Regions from separate parts of the Sus scrofa genome. Here region 2 is linked to region 1. The links are chromatin contacts, called in public HiChIP or PLAC-seq maps. All regions are on one chromosome and are shown on one strand. Each heading gives the region's core, a stretch centred on a gene start, on an enhancer-like site or on the middle of the called end of the contact. The rest is flanking DNA. Distances are from core to core; before and after follow the strand shown. Region 1 holds the start of RNPC3 (RNA-binding protein 40). Region 2 holds the start of DPH5 (diphthamide biosynthesis 5).

Region 1 (5,749 bases), core at 1,674-4,173:
CAGCTCAAATGTATCAAATGCCTTAGGAATAACTACTGAATAAAATTCAGTCCTGCTCTCACTTCCACCCAAATTTACTCAACCTATCTTCCAAGCCCTATTTCCACTCAACCCTTAGTTTTTGCTTCACTAAGAACTTTCCATGCACCTCAGTTTATTTAGTATTCTTCAAACCTGAAAGGCTCTGCTCTGTTTGTTTTCAAAATTCAACTAATCATTAAAGGTCTATCTTAAAGGCTACCTCCTTTATGAATGATTCCCTAGATTTTTATACATACATAAATGCTTCATATATATGTGTATGTAGACATTCCCTTCAATATTTAAAACACCTTGCCTTGCCACAGTTACACAGATAATTATCAATATTTGCATCCTTTAAGAACTTACTTATAATTACATGAGATTACAATTCAGTTTTAATTCAAATTCCAGTTAATCTACTAGTCATATGTCCAAATACCTAAACATTGGACAAAAACAACTAACAAACCAAGTGTAGACTTTGAGGCAAACTTTGGAAAAACAAAAGCTTTTGCTTTTAAAAACTACATTTTAACACTGTGTTTCATTTTTGAACTAAGATTAGATAAGAGAAAAATTGTAGAAAATTTTAATAGAGAAGAAAAAGCCATACCTTTATAGCTGCTTTTTCATTAGGGAAAGTGGCAAAAGCGGTATGTTTCTGAAAAAGATTTAAGGTACAAATTATTTCAAATATAATTTCAGGAGTTCCTGTTGTGGCTCAGCAGAAACAAATCTGACTAGGAACCATGAAGTTGCACATTCGATCCCTGGCCTTGCTCAGTGGGTTAAGGATCTGGTGTTGCTGTGGCTCTGGCGTAGGCCTGCAGCAACAGCTCCGATTAGACCCCTAGCCTGGGAACCTCCACATGCTACAGGTGTGGCCCTAAAAAGACTACATATATGTACATACATAATTTCAGTTTTTCTTAAGGAAGTCTGATACACCAGTTGACAGTGATTCCACACATTAATAAAATTACAGAAAAGGATGGGACACCATTTAACTACTAATTTCAGTACAATGCTTTTGAATTAGTTTTGGATGGACATCTTTGAGATGAAAGCCTTATAACTTTTTTCCATATAAAAGTGTGGACATACAGCACATTTGACATAGGCTTTCAAATAGTTCAACAGTCCATAAGTTAAAAAACTACTATACCACTCTTAAACCATCCAAAAATATAAAATAGCTTCCATTTATAAAACATCTAAAGCTCTAAACATTTCTCTATATAGCCAAATGCAATTTAAAAATGCTCACCAACAGAAAATTATTTCTGAAGCAAATGTTCCTTTTGTGAGTTTTCCTTAAAATGAAGGTTCAATGGGAGAAGTCTACTTTTAAATATAAACTATATTTAGGTATTTTTAAACTATAAGAGGAAAATAAGTACAAAGTAAATGAATCATTATGCTGAGTTTCTGTAAATGTTAATCAAGACTTTACAAGTTTATTGATTATATACCGCATACCTAATTTTGTCTACTCTATTCAAGATAACCCAATTAAGTGTATTTAAACTGAATCACACAGAATATTTATATTTGCTGGTATACATGACACTGTGCAAAACTGGTTCTTCTTCCAATTCAGTAATTCTCAACCCTGGCTGCATATTAGAATCACCTGGGGAGAGTTAACCACTGATGTTTTGCCCCATTCACAGGCCATCTTTCGGAAACATAACATCACCGTTATTATTTTCATGGCGAGAAATCCACCGGAAACATCTTTAAGTGTAAAAGAAAATAAAGCAACTGTGTATACTCCTGTGTTAGAACTTTTAATAGTCTTAAAATATCGTTTTCTAAAGGAGTCCGTCGGAAACTTTATGAGGAACATCTTCGTCAAAAATCTAGTCGAAACCCTGTAACAAGGTTTCTCCTAATTTACCCTATTTTCTCTTCTATTTTGATGAAAGTTTTAATGCTAGCTTACAAATAAACCAATATTTTAAAAAAAGTAGTGCTTTGTTACTTATTCCTCAGAGTACCCTTGAGTCTAAGAGAATTACTCCCAAATCCAAAGGAGTTTTGAGATTCTCAGCATGAGCGGATATAATGGAATATAACTGAGCTTATTTTCCCTCCTTCTGCTTTGCCCTTCTCACTCGCCCTTTCCCGCAGCGCGGGGAAGAACCCAGGCTCGGGCCAATTAAAACTTGCCTTGGGACGTAAGCTTTCTCGAAAGGAAAGAAAAAGGACTGGCTAGCCCCCACTACGCACGGGCATCTTCCTCGCTCTTTTCCGTCTTTTTTCTGTCAGAACTTCCTCTCCCGGGCCACCAGCCAAAGGCCTTCCCCCGAGGCTCGGGACCGGGCGCCCTTACCAGCCTCCCCTTATCGGACAGGACGCGCACTGACTGTGCCCCGAAATACTTCAGCAAGTCCTCTTTCTCCTCAGCGGTCAGCTCGGCTGGCAGATGCCTCACTAGAAGGGTTCGGTCGCCCCGCGGCGGAGAAAGCGAAGCAGAGCTCTGGCATCCTCTCGACATCGGGATCGGCTGTTCTGGGGCCGCCATTTCCGCTCGAGCACCAGCAACAGAGTAAAGGCGTGAACCCTGCAGTCATCAACCGAAGCTGAGAGAAATGCGTGTTTTTCCACTTCGCGCTAAGGATTATGGAAAACAAGAAAAAACGCGAGAGTTTGCCGTCTTCTCGCGAGACCTACGCCGCGGACCTGTGGTACTTCGAGGACGCTTTTCTCAGACTGCAGGGCGAGGTTCCACAACGATGGGGAAGTAAAATGATTCAAGTTCCAGGTAGCTGCTGAAGGTATTAAAAACAAAAATTCCCCGGAGGAAGGAGTGAGGATTAAAAAAATTGTCAAAGAAAGTAGGAGGGACTTCAGCTACCTTGACGAACGAGGAAATAACCCCAAGGGCAGAAGTCACTTCTGCGCCTGTGCGAGCGAGGAGCGAGTCTGGGCGTGGCGCCAGCGGGGACCCGAGCTGCGCATTATTGGGTTTCCAATCCTGGCGGACTGGAACTTGAGTATGATTGGCAGGTGGGGTCTTGAGGGTGTGCCTACCGTCCGGGGCTGGTAAAGCCTAGACACGGCAAGTTATTAGGCTTAGGGTCGTCCTCGTAGCCAAGCGAGCTCAGTTTAAGGAACAGAAGGTTGAGACATGTTTTGTTTTTTTTGAATCATCAGACTTATAGCAGTCTGATTCGTTCTGCGCACGGTACATTTCACAGAATTGGCGTCCTCTAGAGAAAGATACCCTAATTTAAGTCCCCACAAAAATTCTAAGGGGTAGGTACTCCTCCCCATTTTACAATTAAGGACGCTAATGTACGAGGAGATTTGAGTCACACAGCTAGTAAATGATAGATCAAACAGACTATAAATGATGATAAGAATTTAAAAATCATGGGGAAGCTCCTTCCCAACACACTCATAATGTCATGTGTGTAGAGCCAGGCCTTGGGGGCCCTGTAGGTTAGTTTGGAGTTTTGATTATCAGGAGAGCAATTGGACAGGATTTTTTTAGTAGGGCTTTGTGTGTGTGTATGTGTATATGTATGTAATGATTACATTTTAGATATGAAAATTTCTCTTTGGTTGCATTCTGAAAAAATGGAGTAAAAGCAAAAAGACCAGTTGGGCTACTGGGTAGCCCAGGCAAAAGGCACGGCTAGGGAGTTCCCTTTGTGGCTCAGTGGGTTAAGAACCATGCTAGTATCCACAAGGATGTGGGTTGGACTCCTGGCCTCACACAGTGGGTTAAGGATAAAGGATATGGCATTGGCACAAGCTGCGGCATAGGTCGCAGATGTGACTGTCTGGTGTCTGTGGTGTAGGCCAGCGGCTATGGCTCCAATTCATCCCCTCGCCTGGGAACCTCCATATGCCATGGGTGCAGCCCTAAAGAAACAAAGAAAAAGACACTGTTAGAAATAGTTTGGTGACAGTACCTGAAGAAATAGGAATTGAGATGTATCTTGAAATTATAATTGATAAACTTGAAGAAGAGTAATTAAGGAGAAGTTTGGAGGATGATAATGTCATTCACTGAGCATGAGAAGAGTGAAGTATAGCTAGGTTAGGAACTGTAGGGGAGGGAGGAACACATAAATTTAAAGTACCTCATCAGTATTCATGTTTCAGCTAGGCAGTTGGATGTGTAAGTATGGCGTTCTGGAGAAACATTAACACTGGATACACGTATAGCATCAACACATATGATATTAATATCCAAGGGAGACCAGTGTTGATCCATGGGGGCACCCATTGTTGAGAAATTGAGAGGTGGGAGAACAAGGTGATCCCTCTTGGCATTTACAGTCTAGTAGTAAGACAGACTCAAACAGGTATGTAAGTAAATGAGTTCCTCTTGGAGAGTAAATAAGTACTTTGAGGGAAAGAAAAAAAGAGAGCCAGGGTAGAGTGATAAACTAGTTGGATAGGGCATGCTACTTTAAACACTGTCCTTTGCAGGCTTTTTCCTGTGTAATATATATATGATTAGCATATACTAGACATAAAGTCAATGAATGAATGCATGCATGGATTAACTTTAATATTACCACTGCCTGCTATGGTCAAGTATTGCTACATGAATCATCAAGATAAGTTTAATGGTCTTTTCTATAATAGAGACATCACAACTCAATGAGAGGAACATGACAGAATTTCATTTTCTCTTAATGGCTTTTAATTGTACTCAATTAAATCCACCTTAGCCTTCCCTTGATAATAGTTCAGGCAGATTTCATAATATCTTGGTCACTTTCAGTTTACTAACAGTCCAAGTTGGTTTGAAATGTCAACTTCATACTCCATTAAGGTCACATTTCTTACCCACCCTTCATATCAGGCTTGACCTGAGGGATAAGAAGATAAAATTTGCTTTCATGTCTCCCATTTTCAGGTGGAACTGGGTGTGCTTTGCTCTGAGTTGCACCTTTCCCTGTGCTTGGTTTAGCTCGGAGGTTTCCTAACTTTCTCAGCTCATGGTGCCCTCATTGTCTAAGTAATTTTTTCACAACATCCCTAGTTGCCACCATGTTTCCTGTTTCATCTTGATTTTCAAAAGGCACTGCCACCTGAACAGACTGTAAGGTTCAGCAATTATTCCATGTATTCCTCTTCATTTCCCAACTCCCTCGTTAGTTAGAATCATGGGATTCAATCTGGTTAGTGGGCTGTTAAGGAAAGCAACACGTGCCAATTCCAGACTATAGTACAGAAGAGTGATTGTGAAAGAAGTGATCGTGGAGCCCACATATTGAGATCATAGAACTGTAAGGTAAGTACAGCGTAGAATACCAACCTAGTTACCGCATGGATGACAAATGTCCAACAAAGATGCTTGACTCCTTCCAAAATTTGCCTATGTTAGAAATAACTTTTATTAACTTTTTTAATGTAAATGTACTGACCGTTTAGGGTTAACTTATTTTTTTAATTAAAAAACGTTTTTACCATAGCAAAGTCCATTCTACCACCATAAAAAATATAGTTGAGATGGTTCAGTTTGTGTGTCTGGGTGTGTCTTTGAGGGTGCTTCTAGATGAGATTAGCCCTTGAATTGGTGAAGTCAGTAGACTTCCATTACCTGTATGGGTGGGCGTTATACAGTTCATTGAGGTCCAGGATACTACTAAAGTTGGAGAAGCGGAAGAATCACTCCTTTTTTTTCCTGCCTCCCTGATTAACCTGAGACAGCTCATCTTGAGCAATCAGGCTGGGTTTTACACCATCCCCTGGTTCTCAG
Region 2 (5,749 bases), core at 2,332-4,831, 2.0 Mb after region 1:
TGCAATCATATTTGAAACATTTTAAATGGCAAGGGAGAAACCAAATCACACAGAATAACTCTGCAGAAAAAGATGAGTCTTCGAGTTACATCTGTTCATCTGTTGAGTTGGAGAGGAAAAAAGATTGCACCTTTACATTATCTACCTCCAGAAAAGTCCTCCAAATTCATCCTCCTACTGCGAAATAAAGGCAAACAGAAAAGTTTAAGAATTCTATAATGAAAGTAAGCTCCTTTGACTAAATTTTGGAAAGTCAAACATGAAATTACTTCTGTATCTAAAAATACAATTCTTTTCTACTCAGAATAACTTCTATTTCAATATAGATTTCCTCAAAGGAGATAAAGCCTTCTTTTGGATTACTAATTATTCTTATTGGAAATGTCCTTTCCCTGTGAAAATCTAAAAACAAAAACATGTTAAAAAAAAAAAATGACCAGTACAGGGAGTTCCCGTCGTGGGGCAGCAGAAATGAATCCGACTAGTATCTGTGAGGATGCAGGTTCGATCCCTGGCCTTGCTCAGTAGGTTAAGGGTCTGGTGTTGCCATGAGCTGTGGTGTAGGTTGCAGATGCGGCTCAGATCCCCAACTGTTGTGGCTGTGGTATAGACAGGCAGCTGTAGCTACAATTCAACCCCTAGCCTGGGAACTTTCATATGCTGCAAATGCAGCACTAAAAAGCAATTAAAAAAAAAAAAAAAAACAGTACGTTGGAAAATTCACCTGCTAAATAGTATGCATGGAAGTATATGTGATGTGTGTCATAAGGCTTTCAACATAAATGACTTTCTAAAGTGTGCTAAGCAAGGCATGTTTATGTTTGATAATCCTGTCAACGATTTTTCGGTAATCATCCAGAGCATACCACTCCCTGCATTTCATAAAGACAGAAAAAGACATCATAAGAAATCACCTAGCTATTAATGGGTAAATAATGGTCTAGTTAACATTTATTGAATACCTGCTATGTGCTGAAAACTGTGCTAAGCCTTAAGGATGAGAATATGAGTAAAATACAGTTCCTAATTCCATTAAATTGATGGTTTTGTAAAGAGAACATACGTAAAAGAATTACAAAATACTTAAATTGATGATAAGTCCATGTATGAAGTGTTACTGTAATGAAAAGAAGATACCTAACCTAGCCTGGGGATCTCTAGGGCTGCTTCCTGAGTTTAGTCTTCAAGAATGATAGCAGTAATTTAGGCAGGAGAGAATGGGAGCGGGTATTCCATGTTGAAGTGGCTGCCTGACTAAAGGCAGCGAGGCACAGAGCAGCATGCGTGGGCGCAGGGGTGAACTGCTAGAGGAAAAGCTCATGGGATGTATTGGAGACAGTTGTCACATCATGGGTGATTTTGTGGGATATGTTAAAGGAGCCTGGACCTTCTCTTGGCCTCAAAAGGATTTAGAAGGGGAATGACATTTTCAGATTGTTTCTGAGCTAGATCTCCCTGGCTCCTGAAAGAGGGATGTATGTGAGGGAGACATGCTGACAAGCTGCAGGAGTGACATAACAGGACCTGAACCAAGACCGTGATGGCAGGTGTGGTTTCTACCAAGAAAAAAACAGCATGATTGTCAAATTAAAATGTGAGGTGACTTCCAGGTATCTGGCCTGGATAAGCGCCTAGAGATGACAGTGTCTTCCAATCAAAGCAGATAACAGAGGAAAAAGCCAAGTTGAAAGGTTAAAAGATGGATTCAGCTTTGGATGTGTTAGATTTGACATGCCTCCAGGTTATCCAGATGCTTTCCAGCAGAAAGTTAAATACAGGATGTTGAGGAGGGGTCTGAATGGGAGGTTGAAATTTGAGTCTGCAAACTATTAAAGGTAACTGAAATCATGAAAGTGAATAGTCAAAGCTTTGTTTTTGTTTCTGACTTTAGCCATTCTAATAGGTGTGTAGTAGTTATCTCATTGTGGTTTTGATTTTGATTTCTCTAATGTCTAATGATGTTTGGCATCTTTTCAAATGCTTATTTTTCTATTCATGTATCTTCTTTAGGGATGTGCTCAATTTTTTTTCACATTTAAAAAATTGGGTGTTTTCTTGTTATTGTGTTTTGAGAGTACTTTATATAGTCTCGATGTAAGTGCTTTATCACACATATGCTTTGCAAATATTTTCTCCCAGTGTATGGCTTCAGTGTTTTTTTGAAGACCATAGCTTTTATCTTGTTGGGGTACAATCTTATCATTTTTTTTTCTTGCATCATGCTTTTGTATTGCACTTCAGAAATATTTGGAAGTAGGTCACCAATATTTTCCCCTGTTTTCTTCTGGAAGTTTTATGTTTTCCACTTACATCTATGAGACATTTTGAGTTTAATTATGTACATTGTGTGAGGAATGGGTCAATATAATGATATTGGATAGAACGGATCATTAAGAGTGTACGGAACAGGAGTTCCCCTCCTGGCCCAGCAGAAACAAATACGACTAGGAACCATGAGGTCGCAGGTTTGATCCCTGGCCTCGCTCAGTGGGTTAAGGATCCTGCATTGCCATGAGCTGTGGTGTAGGTCGCAGATGAGGTTCCGATCTGGCACTGCTGTGGCTGTGATGTAGGCTGGCAGCTGTAGCTCGGGTTCAACCCCTAGCCCGGGAACCTCCATATGTCGAGGGTGCGGCCCTAAAAAGAAAAAAAAAAAAAAAGAAAGAAAAAAAGAGTTTATAGAACAATAAAGTCAAAGACTGGACGGAATTCGGGAAGAAGAGATAAAGCCAAGGCCAAAGGAAGCAGAGTTGAGCAAACAAGACACAAGCCATTGTCGGAGAAACACAAGGAACACTGAGTAATCAACGCTATCTTGGATGAGGTCACTAGTGACCTCAGGAAAAGCATATTCAGTCAAAACAAATAATTTCGATATTGGAACTACTTCTAACCAACCACTTTAAGAATTCCCCGTGGAAGCACTAGGTCTACATTTGAAATCCCTTAGCATTCTTAAAGGTCACTTCTCTGGGCACAGGAGGGTCTGGGCTTCCCGGCACTGACAGTGAGGATGACTGAGGCAGATTCCAGTCACGCCACTTGGGGCACTCCAGAATGAGGGCCTGGGGACAAACCCAAGGAATCACTGCCCCGCTGGGAAATCAGAACCGACACTCATCACCAGGTCTTCCAGGCTGTCACCTCACCAGGGAGGCAGCTGGTTAAAATACAGTCGAATGAAAAGGCGAGGATGGGAATGTGTGCACTTGGGCAATCCCGGAGAAAATTAGGGAAATTCCTTCCTCCCGCCCCCCCTCCTGCGTCTGGAGGAGACGCGGAAGGCGTGTGGGCTCCTCGGCCCAACCTCGCGGGCGGCTCTTCAAGGGTAAAGAGCTTCTGCACTTACCGGTCCCAGGCTGGGCATGTTTAAGCTAGGGGGATAGTGGGCCGGCCTCGTCCCTTCCCAAAGGCCATGCTGAGGTCACTGATCAGACTCCCCCCGTCCGGCTGACCTTACGCCTTCTCACCCCAGCAGCCTACGTACGGGTCATTCCTAGGCGCGGCGAGTCTCCCCGCCCAGAGCCTGTGGGAGCCACCCTCCCAGCTAGTCGTAAAGTGCCGCGAAGCGCCGGCGCTTTACGGCACCGTAGGTGAGGGCGACGGCGTGGATCCCTGCTCAGCGCACATCCTCTGCCTGGGCACTGCTTCTGGGGAGCAGCGGCTATTAGGGAGTTGGGAAGACAGGGCCCCAGCTACGATTCTCCCAACGGTAACCATCTGTCCCTAGGTTTGTGTAACAAGAGAGAAGGCGGTTAGGGTTGTTTAAAAACACTCCAATCCTTATTTAAAAGGCGTGAGATTAGGTTCTTAAACCTCCCTCCTGTGATAGGCGGTCCCTCCCCGAGCTGTTTGGGTTTTCGTCTTGGTGTTCACCTCTAGATTTTTGGTATCGTCGGTGTAGCTGGCACTTGATTTTCTTGTTCATTTCGTCCTGCAGTCGCCCTCCCCCTGGACTTGGAAATGCTTTACATGATCGGTTTGGGCCTGGGAGATGCCAAGGACATCACAGTCAAGGGCCTGGAAGTTGTAAGACGCTGCAGTCGAGTGTATCTGGAAGCCTATACCTCAATCCTGACTGTAGGGAAGGAAGTGCTGGTAGGTGCCCAAGGCTTTCCAGCCTTCTAGGAAGAACGATATCTAACAGCTGAGTTTTAGTATGCTACGCCGTACCGACTTTTTCACGTCTGTTGGTTTAAACCGATTAAAACACATCCCGTACTCGTTACGAATCTGGGTATTACAAAATTGGGAGTCATACACCAACCAAGTGATTTGGAAAAGGAAAGGGACCTTTTTTTACTCTACAAGTCTAATTGTGTGGCTTTTTCCATTAAATAGGAAAGGAGAATTGCTTTACACTCCTGGGGATGGTTATCAGAATCCGCTATTTCATGAGATAGCCAAGAAATCCTTTCTGAGTTGAATGCTAATGAGGTGCTTATTCAGCCTTAATGAGTTGGTTATGTATTCAGGAATCGAGCTGAAAGCTTATCCCTTTGAAGTATTTCCATAGAGAACGGTAATCTCCTTTCTGTCTGTATCCTATCCTGAGAGAACTTACCTTTAAATAGACATCTCCCAGTTAAGGCTTATACCCATACACTTGGGTGTATTGAGTGAGCCTGGATCTTAGTAACCAGGGAATTTGCTAGTGTATCAAACATTTACCTGGTTCTGGTTAAGGGCTCAGTAAATTTTGGAGGAAGGGTCAAGTTCAGGTTCATTGTCAAATTTCTTACAGGATTTTAGCATAGTGTCTGGCACAAAAGTGTTCAGAAACATGGTTCGTTAATAGATATATTTCCAAACATCACTATATCTCAGTTTCTTCATTTGTCAAATGGAGATAATAGCTAGTTGGAAGGCTATTAATATTATATCATTTCTTAAGGTGATGTATTTGAAAGTGCTTTGCAAATTGAAGTGCTAACTAAATGTTAATTTTGGTTAAGACTTTTTAAAGTATTTTTTTCCCCAAAAACATACTTGTAGAATTATTACCTAAAGGGTCAGGATCTAGGGCTGGGCCCAACCTCACCTACAAGTAGATTATGTGTACTTTGTTAAAGTGCTAGAATTCTGGAGTTCCCTTCGTGGCTCAGAAGTTAACCAACCTGACTAGAATCCATGAGGATGCAGGTTCAATCCCTGGCCTCACTCAGTGGGTTGGGGATCCCGCTTTGCTGTGAGCTGTGGTGTAGGTCACAGATGCAGTTTGGATGCCGCATTGCAGTGGCTGTGGCTGGCCTTAGCACAAGGCTGTGAATTCTACCCTTAGCCTGAAAACTTGCATATGCCTCAGGTGCGGCGCTAAAAAGCAAAAAAAAAAAAAAAAAGTGCTAGAATTCTGTTCCTCCACAATAATAAGTGCTAATGTTTTTTGAACACTTCCTATGTACTGTTTTAAATCCTTCACGTGTAGAACAGGTTTATTTTTCTGTAAGTATTGTTCACATTCCTATAGGCACAGAGAAACTTACCCCAGGTTATACAGATAGTGAGTGATACAGCCAGAGTATGAACCAAAGCAGTCCTCAGTTGAGAGCCACCACTTGTGACCCATCTGTGTCTCTGTACTCTTAGGGATAGATAATAGCTTCACAAAATAAGACCTCACAGAACACCCACAGAGAAGTTAGCATTCAGGTAAAGTGGTTCAGTCCTGGGTGTTAAGGTATAAACAAGTACAGACATGCCTTATGTAACTCCGTGAACTCTCAGAACCCCTTTATATTCAGCTACTTCC

Evidence for each region. HiChIP or PLAC-seq counts read pairs in DNA pulled down with a chosen protein or histone mark.
Region 2: an H3K27ac HiChIP or PLAC-seq map of skeletal muscle shows a contact between it and region 1, with 6 times the contacts expected there. The contact joins the promoter of DPH5 here to the promoter of RNPC3 in region 1. A contact is called at or near these places in 2 of 2 datasets of contacts at active chromatin or transcription factors (alveolar macrophages and skeletal muscle).

What each region holds. Positions count from the first base shown.
Region 1 is chr4:115,309,037-115,314,785 of Sscrofa11.1, forward strand. It overlaps RNPC3 (RNA-binding protein 40), which reads right to left and starts at 2,924. Exons shown (of 16, transcript XR_002343546.1): 1 at 2,360-2,924; 2 at 638-685.
Region 2 is chr4:117,265,449-117,271,197 of Sscrofa11.1, forward strand. DPH5 (diphthamide biosynthesis 5) reads left to right here and starts at 3,582. Exons shown (of 8, transcript NM_001243679.1): 1 at 3,582-3,712; 2 at 3,941-4,098. The coding sequence starts at 3,964. LOC106508363 (a long non-coding RNA gene) reads right to left here and starts at 3,536. Exons shown (of 7, transcript XR_002343569.1): 1 at 3,350-3,536.